Regions from separate parts of the Danio rerio genome. Here region 1 is linked to region 2. The links are chromatin contacts, called in public HiCAR-type maps. All regions are on one chromosome and are shown on one strand. The core of a region is the stretch at or near the end of the contact, and the rest is flanking DNA. Distances in the headings are between cores, read along the strand shown. Region 1 holds the start of sp8b (sp8 transcription factor b). Region 2 holds the start of si:dkey-233k19.3.

Region 1 (7,547 bases), core at 4,438-6,937, 160 kb after region 2:
CAAATGGCTGTGCAAATAGTATATAGTGCTGTCTTGAGCATTTTCAGGAAGTGTCACTAAAATCTGACTTTTTTGCAGGGGAAAAATGTACAGAGTAAACAGTCGTAATAAAAACATGACAAAGCCAATTTGACAATCTTGTTCATAAACAATGGTGTTAGAACTTTTCATCTTGATGACACTGACACTTTCCTTGACATCAATACTTGCTTTCCAGGAATGATCAATCTATTTTGAGCAAGTGAGACGCTCTTGCAGGTTATCAGCTATAGGTTTTGCAGGTTGTTATGATTGTTTTGACAAATGCATTAACTGTTGTACAAATGTTGTTGTAAGAAATGCACCTAAGTGACTGAGAAAAACAGTAAACTAGTTAAGCCTTTAAATTACACTTTAATCTGAATACTATCTTGAAACATATCTTTTAAATATTATGTGCTTTCATTATCACAATGATAAAAGAAATGAGGTATTAGAAATTTGTTATTAAACTATTATATTTAGAAATGTGTTGAAAAAAATCTTTCCGTTAAACAGAAATTGGGGAAAAATATTCATGGGGGCTAATAATTCAGGAGGGCTAAATATTCTGACTTTAACTATATCCCATAAGCAAGTATCTGTATTAGATGTACCTATATCTATGAGTAGCAGGGGGGTTAAAATATATAGGAAAGCAACATGAATGTGTTTGGACTGAATGAGGTGTTTGAGTCTGTTTAAACTCACACACACACACTGGTGCTCTAGTGATGATCATATGTCAGCGTTTACACTCCTGTGATCATGTCTATGGTTGTGTGATCCAGCAGAACGTCAGCACATGGTGCGTGGCCCTGCTCTGCTGGTTCAGCGGGCCGGGATGTGGATGTAGATGTGGACTGAGGCTCATCCAGGCAGAGCCAGGCTTCCTGCTCCTCCTTTGTCACACATTTGGGCTCTTGTGTGTGGATCGGGCTCCAGTGTTCAAGCCTCTTGGCAGGCCTGCACACATAAGGACATCTGGTCTCTCTGTCCCACCTCCTGCTGAAAAGAAAGAGACCGGCCACAGTCAGGATTTTAGATGATATTACAAAAAGGCATTACACTCAATTCAACTGTGGTGACCATTCATAACAACTAGAAAAAGGTTATTGTCAAATACTAAATCTATCTATCTATCTATCTATCTATCTATCTATCTATCTATCTATCTATCTATCTATCTATCTATCTATCTATCTATCTATCTATCTATCTATCTATCTATCTATCTATCTATCTATCTATCTATCTATCTATCTATCTCTCTGTCTGTCTGTCTGTCTGTCTATCGATCATATAAAACCATTGAATATGAAGTCAGTTAAATGTATTTATTTATTTGTTTGTTTGTTTGTGTTTGTTTGTTTTAAACCAGGAATCGGTGTCTTTATTCTGAGTTAGCGGGCAAAGCAAAAATATATTTTACAGATTATTATTTACAGTATATACATTTAGAAGTAAACAAATAGAATGGTAAACAAACATGCAAAAAATAAATAAATAATAATTAAATAAAAATAACTTTTAAATAATAATTTGTATATTTAGTAATATATATATATATATATATATATATATATATATATATATATATATATATATATATATATATATATATATTAATAATGTATATATATATATATATATATATATATATATATATATATATATATATATATATATATATATATATATATATATATATATATCATTCAATTTATTATTCATTTACATCCATTGAATATGAAGTCAGAATCTGATTAAATATACAAAAAACATTTATTTAATTATTATTTTTTTCTATTTCTTTACTTTTAAATTTATTTACTGTAAACAATAATCTGTAAAATATATTTTGCTTCGCCGGCTAACCTAGAGTAAAGACACCGATTCCTGGTTTAAAACCAACAAACAAACAAACAAATAAACAAACAAACAATTACACAAATAAATAAATAAATTGAACTGACTTCATGTTCAATGGATTTATATGACAGACAGACAGACAGACGATAGATAGATAGATAGATAGATAGATAGATAGATAGATAGATAGATAGATAGATAGATAGATAGATAGATAGATAGATAGATAGATAGATAGATAGATAGATAGATAGATAGATAGATAGATAGATAGATAGATAGATAGATAGATAGATAGATAGATCAAATCTTAAAACAGAAATCCTTCATGAACGTATTGATGTTAATCGATGCCGTCAACTTAGTGTTAAATCTTTATTACTAGTTTCGAATTCCGGTAATTAGTCTACTGATGTTCTTGGACAGGTAGACCGCTCGAGTGGATTATCATCGGTTTTCCTGGATAATCATAAGATTAAAGAGGAAAGTGCTCCCACCATCTCCGGGACACACAGCCGCTGACTTCCCCTCTTTTCTTTTGGCAAAATTATTGAGAGCAAGCAATATTAAAGCCATTTTGTTCGTGCGCACTGGGCCAGAATAACGCGATGATTAGGGCCACGAACGGGACAGGTTTCTTCAGCTTGATTTCATGACGGTAATGTAGCCCATGCATTTGGGAGAAGAAAGGCAGAGAAGGGGACATCTGTTCACAGGCCAAAAGCAACCTCATTGGCCTGCGTGGCATCTTGGAAAAGAAAGCAGGATATTACACGCACAAACGTTTTTGTTGTTGTGTTTGACTGATTTATTGATTCGTTTTTTTTTTCTTTCTTTCTGGTTTATTTTTAATTAGATTATAAATAGCATTAAACTTCTTTGGAAAAAAAGAATAGTCATGCATAAAAATCGGCCCAGCGTTGCGTTTCAATTTTTATTTTAAAAGTTTTATTTTAATTTTGAACCACTTTTCAACAGCATCCTTTATTCATCTCTACTTATTCAGCTTTAAAATAAATATATTTAATCTTTGAATTATGTAGGCTATTAGTTTATTTTTGCACATTTTGGCCAGAAGACTACGTGTTTAATCATATTTTATTTAAAAGTCATTATTTTTTTCTTTAACCAGCACTTTTGAAAACCCCCCTGTTGCTGCATGCGCTTGTGATCCTGTGCTCTCGCGCATCTCTCGCGCTGTCTTGTCAGAGGACATGAACACATGTTTTGATTACACCACCGGTGGCCGAGCGGCTCCTCCGTTATTCGTAATTAAACTCAATTCCCAAAGTAACATTTATCTTCCAGGGTCTGCGCGTTCACTGTGCGCGAGAGCCACTGCCTTCTGCTGTGCTAGAGGAGATGCGCGCGGGGTCAATCAATAAACCGAGGACACAGACACGGTATGTGCATCATGCATCTGTTGCAATCAAACAATGCTGCAGTTTATGGGACATTTGTTCGTGTGCGTCTGTGTGTGTGTGTGTGTGTGTGTGTGTGTGTGTGTGACATTTGTATTTTGACATGGGTTGCGCATGCACGTTGAGTTATAGATGGATTTTTTTTGACGTGGAGTTTCACTGCTTCGTTTATTTGACTGTTCTTCTTGAAGACGTGGAATAAAAATGTTTTTAGTGTCTTATATATATTTTACATCCCAATCTCACCATTCAAGTTTCTGGAGAAAATTTTATAAAAAAAAAAGAAATAAGTTATTTTTAACTACTGGATAATTTAAGGCAATTGCTAAACGTGGAATTATTTAATCTTATGTATATTAAGTCTGTAATTTACTTTACAAACTGGTTTCAATCACTGAAAATGTCCACCAAAGAAAACGCAGCTAAAATAATTCCTTTTTGTTTTACTTATTTAATTTTTTAAATTCCGCATTTATAATTCTTATTTTTAATAATATGATTTTCCTCATTCTGTGTTCAATTGCCTCTTGTTCCTCGATTTCTCGATTTAGAAAGGACATAAGCCATGTAAAGGAAACAAGAGAAGTGTTGTTCAAATCGAAGAAACAGAGAAATGAATCTGATCGGCCATCTATCACTTCCAGCAATAAAGGAGGCGACACGGCGGAGGCAGATGATTTGATGAATAATCTTCGGTCGTTTTAATTAACTTTTTGCTGTCCTATAATGACCAAGTTGGTCAACGGAGCCGGTCAATAAGAATGTTAATATCAAACAAATAAAACTTCTCATGATTAAAAACCTCCCGCTTTATTAAATTTGAAATTCAAATGAAATTTATGCCTCCAGTCCACGACGCATGTAAATAGAGTAGCCAGGGCTACATCATTATCCTGAGAGCATTTCTGCATTCATCGTCGTGATATCAATAGCCATCCACTGTATTGCTGTTGAGAGTTTGCAGAACACAAAAGCCATGTTCCACCTTGTAAATACGTTTACACGCATTAGGTGAAATGATTTTTAGTGACCAACTTGAATTAATAGGTTCACTGAGTTAATTTGCTTGAATTTCAACAATATTTATCGGACAATGCCAGTCCTGTCTAAAATAAAGTGAGTGTGTGGAAAGAGGAAAAGAGCAAGTTAGTAATTCTAAACTAAGTTTATATAGAGTCAAGCCGAAATTATATATATATATATATATATATATATACATATATATATATATATATATATATATATATATATATATATATATATATATATATATATATATATATATATATATATATATATATATGGTTTCTTCCCTCAATGAATATTGCATATGTATTTTAAGCAAATATAAAATCTACATGCGCATTTTGGATTTGTAGCTTAGATTGTAAACTTTTTGTTTTTTGTTATAGTTTTATTAAACGTCTTAATTTATGAAGCATAATTATTATTGTCAAACAATTAAAGACCAGCGGAAGTGGTTTTTAAGGCAAGCTGTTCATTTCATACTCTTTCAAATAAAGCTTATTTGTTTGGCATATGGTTCCATGAAAAGCCCGAAATCCATAAAACATTTCAAATGTACAAAAGTTTCTTTATAGTGGAAAAACTTTATTCAGATTATTAACACACTTTTACCCTAAAAAGAAAATCAGTTTTCAAAATTGTTCTTTTATTGCATTATTACAGGAAATGAAGTGTGGCACAAAACGTTGTTTTAAGTTTAAAAAGTGTTCTCACTATACGCAAAAAAATAGATATTTTAAGAACTGTTTAGGAGTAATTTTAGGAAACAAAAATATTTATTGGGCATATATGCGAAAACCCCATAGGACCATTATTTTAGGACTGCAGCATAAGTGCTAAACTAGTTGACGACAATCTACAACTTGAAAGACAATGACAACAACTTGTAAAAGTGATATGACTTTAAATTGCTATTTTAGCTTCATCACATTCTGTAGTAAACTATATACAATGATTTATTATTATTATTAATAATAATAATAATAATAATAACAACAATAATAATAATAATAATAATAATAATAATAACAACAACAACAACAACAACAATAATAATAATAATCCATAACGGATCAGGGGGTCCAGTAACCTTATTAACCCCTGTACAAAAGAATTGAAAAGTTTTCCCTAAAACTTGCAGTCCTTCTTATTTAAGTTGAGTTTTATTATGAGGGGGGTGTTGGAAGGGGTGGAGATCTTGTCTGAAGTGCTCTATCGATGACCTCACGCTAGAATGTGGCCGCGTGAAGGTACGGCTTCTCCTGATTGGTCGCCCGTGTCACAGCGGCACTTCAAAGCCGTGAGAGGAGCTACAATTGTGCTGGAATGGGCGGACCGCATCATTGTATTGCACACCTCTAAAAAAACAGTGCTCTGATTCATAAATATAAAAAGATCCTCTGAGGAGGGCACTTTTGTGATGGCAACTTCACTTCTAGGGGTGAGTCTAAGGAGTTTCGTGCTGGTTTAATTAGTTTCCTTTATTGTCCTGCAGTGGGGATTAAAATTTCTTTGGTCAGCCGGGGAGAGAGTCACTTGATTATGTTTTAAGCGAGAGAAAGGAGCAGGAGTTGCATTTCTCAACTACGACATTGTATGTATAACACATATTGCTATTTCTATGCTGCGTTTTCGCTTTTGTGTTGCGTGTGCAATTGGCTGTTTCAGTTGACTGTTCTTCGCTACCATTCTTCAGGTGTGTTGGTTAAAAGAGTAAACCGTTAAAACTGTTCTTTTAATTCCCCCAGTTCCCCGAAACAAAGTCTGAACTTACCTTCTAACTGCTTTTTTGTTGGTGTTGTTGTTTCAGGAGGAGCCGAGATTGGGGTCGACTCCTTTAGCCATGTTGGCTGCGACGTGTAACAAAATCGGGAGCCCGAGTCCTTCTCCTTCCTCGATTTCGGATAATTCATCTTCGTTCGGAAAAGGATTCCACCCGTGGAAACGAGCGACAGCCAGCAGCTGTAGTTTAGGATCCAGTTTATCCTCTTTCACTCGGAATGGTGGTGGTTTAAGCGACTCTTTTGGCACGAACACTTCTACGGGATCAAGTGCCTTTTCCTTAACTTCTGGTACTTCGTCCAACTCCCACTTCGGAAACGACTACTCCGTTTTCCAGACTTCTGTGTCAAATAACTCCCAAGAGCCAAGCCACCAACCCATGTTTATTTCAAAAGTGCACACATCCGTGGACAGTTTGCAGAGCATTTACCCGAGAATGAGCGTGGCGCATCCCTACGAGTCGTGGTTCAAGTCCTCACACCCTGGCATACCCACGGGGGATGTGGGCACCACGGGCGCGTCCGCGTGGTGGGACGTGGGAGCCGGTTGGATTGATGTGCAGAACCCGAATGGAGCTGCGCTCCAGACGTCCCTACACTCCGGTGGGCTGCAAACTTCTTTACACTCTCCTCTGGGCGGATACAACTCAGACTACTCGAGTTTAAGCCACTCTGCCTTCAGTACCAGCGCGTCCCCGCATCTCCTCACCACCGGGCAGCACCTCATGGACGGATTCAAACCGGTTCTCTCGTCTTACCCGGACTCCAGTCCTTCTCCTCTGGGTGGAGCGGGTGGTTCCATGTTGACAGGGGGTCCGACGGCCTCTTTGGCGGGGTCCCCGCGGTCTTCCGCGCGGCGCTACTCGGGCAGAGCGACGTGCGACTGTCCGAACTGTCAAGAAGCTGAGCGGCTGGGTCCGGCCGGCGCAAGCCTCCGCAGAAAGGGGCTGCACAGCTGTCACATCCCTGGCTGTGGGAAAGTGTACGGCAAAACGTCTCACCTCAAGGCTCATTTGAGGTGGCACACCGGGGAAAGGCCGTTTGTGTGTAACTGGTTATTCTGTGGAAAGAGGTTCACGCGCTCCGACGAGCTCCAGCGACATTTACGCACGCACACTGGCGAGAAGCGCTTCGCTTGTCCCGTGTGCAACAAGCGCTTCATGCGGAGTGACCACCTCAGTAAACATGTCAAAACGCACAGTGCTGGGGGCTCGTCAGGGTCGGGGTCTGGGGCGAGTGGAGGGAAACGAGGGAGTGACACCGACAGCGAGCACAGTGTGCCCGGTAGCCCCTCATGCCATTCGCCTGACCTGTTGCAAGCCCCCGAGTCTGTCCCGACCACTGGAATGAACGGCCGTGCAAGCTCCCTCGATTAATCCCGCTCTAAATGCCAAGCTCGAATGGACTAGTAACGTATTTGACGCCTCAG
Region 2 (7,184 bases), core at 2,119-4,618:
TAACTAATGAACCTTATTGTAAAGTGTTACCGCAAAATTTATACAGCTTGTTGGTCAGACTGAATTACGGGTTAAACTAACTTTCTTAGAGTAAATGTGAATAAAAATGAGATTGCCCAAGTTTAATAAATAATAACAAATATGGTCTTGCTTCAACCCCAATTTACCTTTTATCTTGTATTCTTACTCATTTATTCATTCATTTTCTTTTAGTTAAAGGCTTACTCCCTTTTTTCTTTAAGAGTCTCCACAGCAGAATGAACTGCCAAATTATCCAGTACATGTTTTACGCAGCAGATTCCCTTCCAGCCACAACCCAACACTGGAAAACACCCATACATTCTTGCATTCACACACATACACTAAAGACAATTTAGCCTTTTCAATTTATCTATAGCACAAGTCTTTGGACTGTGGGGGAAACTGAAGCACCCGAAGGGAAACCCACACTAGCACGGGGAGAACATGCACTCCACACAGAAATGCCAACTGGCCCAGCTGGGGCTTAATTCAGCAACCTTCTTGCTGTGAGGCGATTGTGCTAACCACTGTGCCACCTTGACGCCCTATTCTTACTCAATCACACCAAACTTCAGAGCGTGAGCCCAGACATTTTAGTCCATATATTTAGCATTTCACCAATTAGTGGCAGGGATGTTTCTGTTGTGAAGTCCACACTATGGAACTCTCTCCCCCTGGCACTACCTCAATACATGAATTTAAATAGTTATGATAATATATTATAAAAATAAATAATGAAACACAGTACATTGTTCTAACCAGGCATATGACCACTACACAATTGTTACATGACTAAACAATAAAGAAGGCACTTTACTTGATTTCAATGTTATTAAAATTGTTTGTGACAGTTATCTAAAAAGTATGTTTGTATTTAAATAACATAAGTTATTGTCAGGGAAAACATTGGAATTCTTTTTAATGTATTTTTATCCATTATATGAAATTTACATAAACTTTACATATATTTTATTGATTTAGTTTTTAAAAACTTAGTAGTTTCTTTTTTTAGTAAAGCAACATTTCCAAATAACGCACATTTAGGCATATATTAGAAGACTCTTCACATGTGTCAAACCTGCTGAATGAAGAAGTTGCAGAGCTCCTGCAGCAGAGAAACAATGCGTGCTGGTGAACGATAGAATGAACAGTGAGTCCAGACCAGAAATATAAGATGAAAGACTGGTGGAATGAGAGCAGGGAAAGATGGAAACTCCGATTTTTCCAATTTAGACAGCAAAGATCCTAGAGGCTGAAGATGGAGGTCTATAGCCCTAGCTTCCTGCAAAGCTGCATGACAAATATACAAAAGAATATTATTAAAAATAACAAAAATAGTACAAAATGCAACTATAATTATCAGATGTGTTGAAACCACTGCCTTACCATCAAAAACAGCTTCCATCAAAGCTTTGAATGAGGGGAAATAACTGCTGTCTATAATTTCCAGAATCCTCATCATTTTTTGAACACATGGATTTTGTAGCTGAAATAAAAAAAAAAGACTTCAGTACATTATCAGATATCCATTACCATTGTCAAGTAACTGTTGTGACAAACCTGTTCATTAATGCTCTGAATGTTCATTTTTCTGGACCTCCAGAAGTCAAGTTCAGTTTTTGGTCCGGGATTCAATCCTTTTACAATCAGTTCAGTAGAATCTTCTCTTAAGACTTTATGGATCATGTGTGTCCAGCTGATGACCATGGACTCGGCTGCATGTATCATGGCCCTGTTGCGACTGTCATGCCTTGTATTCAAATGAGAAATTTGATGCTTTGGTCAAAATAAAATGTACTTGATGCTTTTATTATGAAAATGAGGATTAAAATGATTACAGTACAACATATAAATATTTCAGTTATTTTTTTTTTTATAATAGACAGACAGACATACATTTAAAAACTGTAAAAATTGATAATTTTCAATATTATTTGCACCCTTAAGAATATATATATATTTTTTTACCTACAGAGCAAACCACTGCTGTCCAATGACATGCCAAATTAAGCCAACTTGCTTAGTTAAGTTAATTAACATTGTTAAGCCTTTAAATTGTACTTTAAGTTGAATACTATTATCTTTAAAAATAACTAATAAAATATTTTGTTAAAATAAATATGTTATTAAAACTATTATATTTAAAAATATGTTGACGTAAAACCTACTCACCATTAAACAACTTGGAAAATATTTGAAAATTAATTTGCCTCTTAAATCGTTATAGTTAATTTAATCTATAGTCTAAGAGTAATGTATTTAAAAAGTAAATAAAAGAAAGACTCATACAGCATGACTGTTGCCTCTTGACACTGCTCAATCCATTCTCTGATGGCAGGAACAGGAAGAATGGTTTTGCCATAATATTGTCCTTTCACCACAGTCACCCTGCTTTGCAAATTCTCTATGTGCTGCTTCACATCCTGTGATACGACATTTGGCCACATTTGGTGATTCTTCTTGTTCGACAGAAGCGGCAGACACACCTTGTTAAAAAATATTGACACATTTTACAAACTTTTTATGTTTAACTGAAAATTCTACTTTCAAACTATATACTTGTGATCATGTCAAACATGCAGCTTTTGATTGTGGGCGTGCCTGCTAATATTCCATTTCACAATGTATTTATTTACTTCTTGTTGACAGCAGATCAAACAGTGGTGGACCTGATGGGGTCTGCAACTGTTCATTACCTTCTCCATGGTGTCTGACAGCTGTGGCAGAAAAGAGGTTGACAGCACCCCGAAGAGTAAAAAACTCCCACAGTTTTCTGGATGGATGGGGCCATTTCCTTTTTTCAAAACATAAACTTTCTTGTCTTTAGACAGATGGCAGACCTAATGTGCACACAAAAGGCATGAGAAATTTTTAAAATATATACATTAAATGTATTTATAAGTTATAGAACTTTATTAACATCAGACAAGAATGTCAACACAAGGCCTGTATTTTTGTTTACTTACCTCTGTAGAAACATCAAGAGCCTTAGACGCCGTCACGCTGAAAAACAACACTCTAATATGCGTTTCAAAAAACGCTGTAAAAAGTGTTTTATTTTTCTCTGCGTTGACAAATTTTACCCACGTATCAGCTTTGAGGTTGAGCATCCGGCAAAGTGTCTCGCCTAAATACTGCACTCTGGGGTCTTCAGAAAACGCCGTTTCCTCCTCTTCTGACATGTTTGTTGTCCTTGTGGAACTGATGCAAACAATCCGAAACTTAAAACAAAAATTTGACGTGTGCTTTCTGAATCATGTGGAACGCGGAGAGTGTCACGTGTTTACATACAGTATCATATCTTTACGCGCGCTGAAGAGATTTCATTCAGTGAAAGTGCAAAAAGGGGTGGAACAGCGTCCTGTTGCTTTGGTTACCATCCAACATGAAACTAGCACCCCAACCAGGTCGCACTTCAATCATTCCGACACAATTTTTTGTCCTAGCCTACTAGTCAACTGTAATTAAAACAATTTTACAAACGTTTTAGCCTATTATGAAACAAATAGTAAACTTTATTTACAAACTATAAATAGGCTAATTACAAAGACTAATTATTATTTTAATTGTTCCCCGTTGCACCTTTAAGAATCAGTTGACAACACAAAATCGTTATTAATTTGGTTACAGCTTGATTATTTACCCAGACAATAAACAAACAAAGAAAGAAAGAAAGAAAGAAAGAAAGAAAGAAAGAAAGAAAGAAAGAAAGAAAGAAAGAAAGAAAGAAAGAAAAAAAAGAAAGAAGAGAAAGAAAGAGAACAACAATTGTTTATCTAATTAGGCTACAGATCTTTTAGAAAGATTTTTATTATCATTAAACATAGGCTAGATTTTCTTTTTTATCTCACTTTTAATCTATAGGTCGGAGAGAGAAAAACAGCAATAATCTTGATTATTTTCACAAACAAAAAAAAAGCAAACAAGATGGATCAAAAGAGACTGAGAGTTGCAAGGCGTATATGTCAGCTCACTTCATTAATGGTGATTAATTTTCGAACATATTTTTATAGCCTAATAAACTATATGATAAGTTTGAATGAGAAACAAGTCACAAATCCACTAATAAATGTTAATTGATCTCTTCCAAAAACGAAAACAATCCCAAATTCACAGGAAATTATTTTGAAGCTGTATATATACAGGAAAGAGAGGAAAGGAAAAAGAGGGTGTGCACTAATAATATGTACTTATAATTCTAACAATATTTGTTTAATTGTTGTTTTTAATTATACTCAAATTACCAAAGTTGCAAAACTATGTCTATCTTTAATGTTTTAATAGAATTTTTAATATTCATATAATGTTTCTCATTTGATCCATATATTATTGCTTGAAAAACATAAAAATAGAAAAGCAACAAGAAGTTAATAGGCATGTAATAATAATAGACATAAATAAATAAATAAATAAATAAATAAATAAATAAATAAATAAATAAATAAATAAATAAATAAATAAATAATCTAAACTATGTTGTATAATTAAACTTTTACTAAATTCAAATAGTAGGCTATTCATAAAATATATTCATACATTAGATCATCAAAACTTAGCAACTAAGATTTAGGAACAATGATAGCTACCTTTTCGACTAGTAGCCTACATACTTCCACTGTGGCACAAATGAAGACTGCATGTTTACAAGCAATGTAACTGAGGTGTTAAAATGAATTCTTAAGAATCTCGGCTGACTTTCACGTGAGTGCACCAATAATGCCCTCTAGGGGCCTCTGCCATTGAAACACACTAATAAGCGCCGACAAGAGAGACGTGCTGTGCCTGATCACACTGCTTTATGAGCACAGGAGGGCCCTTACAAATTCATTCTCATTTTGGAAAATGTTTGGTAGTTTCTTTCTAAATATAAGATGCCCATTAAAGGTTAACCATTTAGTTGCCTTTTAAAAAAGACACATTTAAACACATTTGTTTATATATGCTATTACATAAATCTACATCAAATAGGCTAAGTTATCTTATTGGGTTTGACGTTTTTTGAAATACTAAGCAACTAAGTAATTAACATAGCTAATTTGCATAATCATTTTCGCCCACTCATATCGTAACATTCCACATGCGTTGAACTAGAGAGCTATAAGATTCGCATGTAACAAGTGCGCCGATAGTTCGTGCCGAAGCACGTCTCATATTTCCAATGGAAGTCACTCGCTCCTGGCGTTTACACTCCTGGAAACCATGGGAATGTCGTTTGAACTGAGCAGAATGCGATATCCGGCCTCATGCGGCCTTCCTATGAGCGCCCCTGCGGTGTTATGCAAGCTTCATAAAAGAACAAATTTGTTATCCTCCACCCGAGGGCATCTGTTGATGGATCCGTCCGTCCTCCCAGGGGTCGAGAGGAAGTAACCATTCAACAACCTGCCGCTTATCTCGTGCTTTCCTTGTTTTAAGTGTTCGTCACTTGAGATATGACAGACTGAAGTGCTCCACTTAGAAGGTAATAAACGCCTTTTTTTATCTATTTGGACGGCGAGTTGCAACGTATTTCTTCCTGCTGTTCAGTGTACTGTATGAATGATCATTTCTGGAACATTCCCTTGAGGCTGGAAAAGAATTCCATAAAGTTTCCATACATATTATTAGCACAAGCGAACATGAACCATAATGTCATCATTCACTCCATAGGCAAATATTGGCGTTGGGACATGTAAGCATTCCCACTGGAAAAGCATTAGCCCCATGTGTCGAGCTTTATCCTTTTTAATCAACCTCCCAAACGACTGGTTCTACCCGAATGACCTTAAAAAAGATTAAACCAGGTTACCAGTCTTCATATACCGACTGCATTGTCACATATGGCTTGTCCTGTCTTTCAATTTATTCTTTCTTTAAGCAAGAATTGTTTTTAACATTGTAATGACAAAATGACTAAACCAAGTATCTATGTAGGCCTATATAAAATTTAATCGAAATAAAACAGTTAAAATTTGTTATTGCTATTCGTTTATTTAAAATATATAAATTGCAGTTATCCTTTTCCAACAGCTCTTATACATTCTTTTGCTTTAATTTATTTAAAAAAATAAAACAAATAAATAAATAAATAAACTAAACAAATAACAACTAAAACATTCCACACAATGTATGGTCAAAACATTTTTCCTTGCAGTCTCAAGATCTCCATGATGATTTGCTTCTCATTTGTGCTCATATTTTTGTGTGTTGATTTGAATTTTGTGCTAATGGAAGATCCCACAATATAAGCCCACTATTAGCTTTCTAGCAGTAATATTTGAGGTTTGATAGAATCAATGATGCCAATTATCTCAGCAAACAGGCCCTATAAAAACTAAATATGAAAATAGCATTTTGTCCTTTACTTATACAGTGCTCCTCATATATAAGTACACCCCTCAAAAATCTATCTTTTGAATTCATATTTTTAATAGACAGCTATACAATATTATGTCTATGCATATACATTGGATTAGCAAGTAAGCCAAATCTGGAGCTTATTTAACAAAACTTATGATAACGGTCCAAAAACTATAGTACACCCAAATTTATGTTTTAGGGAATGTTTTAATACAATTTTAAAAAAGAGAAAAAAATCAAGAGAACCAAAAAAAAAAAAAAAATAATAATAATAATAAATAAATAAATGTTGAAGTTTTTTTGGTTGTAATTTTTCATTTGATTTTTTTTTGCAATATTTAGCTTAAATTTATTTGTATTTTCTTTCAATTTATGAATATGTTTGGTGACTAAAAATGTATTTTAATAAATATATTTGTTTATTAAATCTGTTTTGTTTAAATGCACCAAAATACATTGCCTTTATTCACTGAGAAAAGGATAAAAATGTTCATTTTTCAAATAGGCTCTCAATTATGCTGAGCACTGTACATGTAAAACATTTTATTTAAAAAAATGTTCTGTAGAGTAGAAAAGGATCATTTAGATTTATAAAAAGGTTCATAAGTATTCTCTTCTCTGGAATATTTGTGGTTGCACCCACAACTAACGTTTTGGTGTTGCTAAATCTTTTCTTTTAGGTCATTTCTTAATCTTCTTAATCTTCAGGAAATGAAGATTAAACATGTTGGCTGTGTATGTGTGCATAAAGGGCATTTTATCCTCTTATGCTTGTCTCCCACATCTATCTATCTATCTATCTATCTATCTATCTATCTATCTAT

The links. HiCAR-type assays count read pairs that join an accessible place to other places.
Region 1: a contact with region 2 is called in a HiCAR-type map of caudal fin, with 9 times the contacts expected there. The contact joins the promoter of sp8b here to the promoter of si:dkey-233k19.3 in region 2. A contact is called at or near these places in 4 of 18 Hi-C or Micro-C datasets (caudal fin and embryo) and 2 of 4 datasets of contacts at active chromatin or transcription factors (caudal fin and gastrula embryo).

The regions. Positions count from the first base shown.
Region 1 is chr16:20,880,725-20,888,271 of GRCz12tu, forward strand. sp8b (sp8 transcription factor b) reads left to right here and starts at 5,688. Exons shown (of 2, transcript NM_205550.2): 1 at 5,688-6,033; 2 at 6,148-7,547. The coding sequence starts at 6,181. The coding sequence ends at 7,494. It overlaps LOC141378076 (a long non-coding RNA gene), which reads right to left and starts at 6,740. Exons shown (of 2, transcript XR_012391692.1): 1 at 6,112-6,740; 2 at 1-1,026.
Region 2 is chr16:20,719,613-20,726,796 of GRCz12tu, forward strand. si:dkey-233k19.3 reads right to left here and starts at 3,369. Exons shown (of 82, transcript XM_009292264.5): 1 at 2,988-3,369; 2 at 2,718-2,861; 3 at 2,311-2,507; 4 at 1,582-1,771; 5 at 1,408-1,507; 6 at 1,100-1,311. The coding sequence starts at 3,203. It overlaps LOC141378077 (a long non-coding RNA gene), which reads left to right and starts at 5,425. Exons shown (of 3, transcript XR_012391694.1): 1 at 5,425-5,482.